Linked DNA regions of Gossypium arboreum: region 2 is linked to region 1. A link is a contact called in public Hi-C data. All regions are on one chromosome and are shown on one strand. The core of a region is the stretch at or near the end of the contact, and the rest is flanking DNA. Distances in the headings are between cores, read along the strand shown.

Region 1 (2,712 bases), core at 79-2,578:
GATAAAATTTTGATTTAATCCTTTAAAAATTATTATAGTAAAAGTTACAATTTAATTTCGGCCTAGCTTCACTCCTGGACATCAACGTTAAATTTGATAAAACCATGATGAGGTGACTGCCAACATATTGTCCCATACGAACAAGGAACGAGTATCACCACCTAAGCCATCTCCCTCCCGCACACCGACCTAAACCACACCCACCATACCCGAGGCTGACGGATCAGTGGCAGAAGTATAAACCATGTTGGCTACCATCCAATCTTGCACTAAACAGTCAGCATTATAGATAACCCAAGACGGAGAAAGCTCACAATGCTGCCATTGAACGAGATTCTGGGCTAACCAAATTTACCACAGAAGCACAAGCCCTCGGCGCATGGCCACATAACAAAGCCAACCGTCGCAACAAAAAATCATTCTATGTAACATTATCGGTAGGGATATTTGCAGGCCATCGAACTGCCTGCGCTTTACAACAATGCAACAGAACATGTTCAACATCCTCATCCCCATGGCCCTGGTAACATTCGGCCGACACCGCAATACACGTCTCAAGTAGCGGCATTTTAACAGGAAGAAAATGGTGCAGGCAACGCCATATGAATTCCTTCACTTGAGGAGAACTTGCACTTGCCAAACTTGTTGCCAAGGTCCATCCCGAGCCAATTCATTCACGTTTGAGTACATGCTCATCGCTGTTATGTAGGCTGACTTAACACTATACTAACCATCAACAGTAAAATGCCATATAAGCTTGTCAAGATGAGGACTTAAGCTGAAGAGGATTCACTATATATATTTTTATTCCTAACATCAATTCAATAAAAAATTAAATAATAACTTCATAATAAAACTTCAAACTTTGAGAGCCTCAAATAAACATTAAAAGCTTCTAATAAAAATAACAAACAAAAATAAATTAAAAATACACAAATATGTAAGTTATTCCTATATATATATATATATGATGCAACACCTCTAAAATCAACTTTCATTAAAATCAACTTTCATTGACATATAAAAGAAACAATTTTAAAGTCGACAACTAGAGATTTGCTATAAAAATAAAGAAATATATATTTAAAATATTTTAGATTTGAATTAAAATATTTATTTTATTGAAAATAGTTTTCAAAAATGATTGCTTAAAAATATTTTACTTTCAAAAAATCAATTTAGATTTTAAAATTTATTTTTGTGAGTTGCAACCAAAAATTGGTGAAATTATAAACAAACAGAAAGTACAGCAACTAATATCAAAATTGAACCAAATATGTAACTTAAGAACAAAATTGAAAGATAATATAGATTCCTGGATGAAATTAGATCTATTAATTGGATTTTAGGACAAAGTTGGTGGAGCCCGTAACACTTAAAGCTTTCAATAACAGTCTCCTCTCCTGCTAAACTTCTAGCAAACGATCCCTCACGCCACTTTACGCACGGCCTGCTTTTCCTCGCACATTCTAGAGCAATGGAACAAACGAAGACAGAAACGCAACCCAACTCCAGCTCAGCTCCGATCCGAGAACCGAACCTGAAAGACTCGGATCCCGCAATGGATGCGGAGGGCTTTGTTGTGGTTCCAACATCAGAGCCTCAGGAAAAGGAAGAGAAAGAGACTCAGAATCCGAAAGTGAGTCAGATTCAAAGCGAGCAATCACCGGTTCAGTCACCATCTGGATCGAGGAAATCAGTTCATTGGAGTCCGGAATTGATCAGCGAGTCGCGTGCTGTGGATCACAGTTCCACCATGTCAGCTCCTGACGGATCCAATCCTTACGTTACTCATGCTCCGCCTACGGAATCTTCTTCCGCTTCCTTCAAAGGCAAGCCATTACACATTTTATTTCTATTTTGATTTTTTTTTAAATTAATTATTAAATTATTTCTTTTCTGAACTTGGAACCAGAGAAGATGGACACAGTGAAGGATGTCTTAGGGAGATGGGGGAGGAAGGTGGCAGAAGCGACGAGGAAAGCAGAGGATCTGGCCGGGAACACGTGGCAGCACTGTATTTTTTCTGTTTTCTTTTAGAATTTCAATTGCTTTCTAGTTTATTTTTAATATTTGGTGCTTCCCCTCTTGGTTGGATTTGTATCTGGTATGAATTCTATTGCGATTGGGCTTTTAGGGTTAGAATTGATATCGAGCGCTTGGTCATTTTGGCTGGTTGATATTACTGAAAGCTGAAATCTCAGATACTGAATTAGGGTTTAATATCTGGGTGAACTATTTGGTAGGGTTCGTGTTTTGTATAGCACGCTAGTTCTAAGAGTACTATAGGATATTAGGGAAGCATCATTTTGGCAATTTTGGACAACTTTAGATATTGTGATTAAGGAAAGGGAGAGAATGTAATAAACTTCATTCTTTTTTCTTGTTTTTAACATGCTTTTAGGAAATGTAGTATTGATTTGTCAAGTGTTGGCTGGAGTTAGCATTTGTGTCTTAAATATTTACTAGGGAAAGAATAGAATTTGATGTAAGATTTAAGGTCAGGGTACTGCAGTTTCCTCAATTGGCATGTTCACTTCTTATAAAGCAGGCTTAAGATTTGAGTTATAGACTTGCATTTAATCAAACAAAAGACTTGAGCTGATAAAATATTTGACAAAGCAAAATGTGACTTATTTACACCCTAGCCGAGGGAGGTAATCAGGGGTGAGAAAACCTGGTGGACCTTCTGTACAAGCATCTACCCAAACA
Region 2 (2,712 bases), core at 120-2,619, 42 kb after region 1:
AAACAAATACATTAATCAGATTTTAAGGGTAGATCAAGAGACTATCTACTAGCACTTAGCTATCCAAAATTGTTGAGGTTTCTCAACATTAACGGCTGATGTTGTATTTGGTTGGTTGAATCTCCTAAGTCTTAATTTCTAAATTTCAAACCCTAAATAGGATAGGGTTTATATTAATGCCTTTTTGGAGACATTTAAGGTTTGAAATTAAATGTTTAACCTTCTATCAACAGATGAGATGATTGTTAAAAACTAAAAGGATATATATTCATACTATATAGACTCTTTCACTTCTTTTAATGTATTTAAGTTTGAGATTATTATTCAGCCATTGAATCTTGAATTAAATTAATATAAAAAATTCAAAACATTACATAATTCAATTTGAAACATGTAATTTAGGTTTGACAAAAATTAATTATAAAATTGTATTACTAGTTTCATATTGTCCCAATAAAAATTAATATTAATTCTATCTTTTCAAGGAAAATAAAGAGAAAATAAATCCCAGGTGCCAATTAAAAACCCTTATCGACGAACCGAAAGGAAATAGAAATAAACCTCGGAAGAAGTGGAGAAAATAATGATTTAAAAAGAAAGCAATGATGTATATACCTTTGGTGTAAGATATTTTGATATTCCAAAGTTATATTGGATTTTAATTAAATTTTATAAAATATTAAATTAAATCTTTAAATAGAGATAATTTTAATGATGTTTCTTTCAATCACAAGACTTGAAATTAAATCTTATTTGAAAGATATTGAATTTTTTTCCAACTCAATTTAACATGCATTATATATATGTGTGTGTGTGTGTGGAGGACGTTAGAAAATAAAAGGGAGTTACCTTTATATAGCTATACCAAATGTTGTAACCTTTTTATCGTATCAAAAGAAGTGGTCTTCATTATGGCTAGCTCTGAACTAGACATTGATATGTTCCTTAAATCATTTCAAAGTATATAGTTACATTGATTTTTTTTTTTTTCAAAACCAAGCATATTTGAACCTCAAAAATATATTTGAATGACAAAGAAAAAGGAGAGAAGAAAGTACTGAAAAATACTGATCATGAAGCACATTGAAGGAATATATAATATTATGGGGAAAATGAGAGATGATGTTATAAGAAGCAAAAGAAAACAAATGAGATGGGGTTTTGTTTCTTTGTTTGTTACTTCATTTTTTTTTTTTTTTTTTGCTTTTTGGTAGGGAAATAGTGGTGCCATAAGAACCAAAGCTGGGGGCCACTGTCTTATTTATTTATTTTATTCTTCTTTGTTTTGGAGAAGAAAAGAAAAGAGGAGGGAAAAAGGAAAGAAAGGCTGCCAAAGAATATGGAAAATGGAAATCAAGGTCCTCCCACTCTTTTTCTCGTCCTGTCACTATCCACTCCCCTTTTCCCCGCAATTCCCTCCTTCCTCTCTCTCTCTCTAAACCTATGGTCAATCTTTATGTAACCTCCCTATACTATGCATCTTTAGTGTATTTAGTCCCTCTTGATTTCTTCTTATCATTACATTCCAGGGGGAAGGGATGATAGGGTTTGAACCCGCATTGTCTAGATGTCAAATGGGAACTCTAACTAGTCCTCCAAGCATGTTTGGGTAGTCCCTCTTGATTTTTTTTATCATCCATATTTGTTTTAGTGTCTGTATTTGAGATTCATGATTATATGTTGTTTCTAAGTTTTAAACCTTTATTCTCTACTTAAGTTATCGTTTGGTGCTTTTCCATATTATGATTCTAATGGAATGTGATTGCTAAGAATATGATTGATAGTAAAGTTACTTTACAACGTTTGATATACATTAGAAGGTATCAATTACAATATCGAAAAGTTATATTATCACGTTTAGTTAATTAAGTACTTTCCAAAAACGTAATGATACTTTACCAATTTACCATTCTTAAATAAAAGATGATATTCATGTATTTAATTTTATAATAAATATTATTCTTAACAAATATTTTAGTTATTTATTTAATAATAAAATTTAATTGATAATTCTTAAATTATTATTTTTAATTTATAGTTTTGATTAGTACAAGAAAATTATAATTTTCATTGAAATAAATTAAAAAATCATGTTGATTCCAACTATATACAAAATCATAATTAAAAAATTATAATATATATACAAAATCATGGATATATAAAACTTGTTTGGGGATAAATTAAAAAAACACTTGAAATCACGTTTTATTTAGCTAAAGGCTAATCCATAGGTATATAAAAAAATAGTTAAATCATAGGAATGTAAAGTCATCGGCACTCTAACCCACAATTCCTACACAGTTTAATGGAATATTTCTACTCATTTACTAAAAAATATATTTCATACGCATACAAGTGCTAAATCAAATTTGTAGCTGAAAAATAAAACTTATTTATAAGAATCCGTTAAAGTAATAGAAAAAACCAAGTAGTAGGAAAAAGGAAGGAGGTAACAGTTGTTTCTTCTCTTTTTTTACATTAATTAAGAGACTAATACACTAAATCAATATAAAATAGGGTTAATTTCGTCTTAACATTCTCATCTTTTATCATGTGAATCACGTTGTTATGTTTATCGGAAAGTTAGATTCCAAAAAAAGTAAATAAAACTTGATATACCAAACATTCAAATAACTTTCCAACTAATTAAATTATCAAGAAAGTGACTATTTTTCATCATACCAAACGTTACCTAAGAGTGCAATGTGTCTT

What was found. A called contact is a pair of places that touch in the nucleus more often than the background predicts.
Region 2: a contact with region 1 is called in a Hi-C map of leaf, with 1.9 times the contacts expected there. The contact joins the enhancer-like site here to the promoter of LOC108461140 in region 1. A contact is called at or near these places in 2 of 5 Hi-C or Micro-C datasets (both in leaf).

Annotation. Positions count from the first base shown.
Region 1 is chr2:6,594,940-6,597,651 of ASM2569848v2, forward strand. LOC108461140 (GLABRA2 expression modulator) reads left to right here and starts at 1,329. Exons shown (of 4, transcript XM_017760863.2): 1 at 1,329-1,832; 2 at 1,916-2,017. The coding sequence starts at 1,478.
Region 2 is chr2:6,637,147-6,639,858 of ASM2569848v2, forward strand. No RefSeq gene overlaps it. Among protein-coding and RNA genes, the nearest start is that of LOC108464149, 19 kb to the right of the region's middle. Within about 2 kb of position 1,370, at least 1 of the 2 cell types and tissues checked has an H3K27ac peak or open chromatin away from gene starts, as enhancers often do. A contact at or near this core is called in leaf, where this site is marked.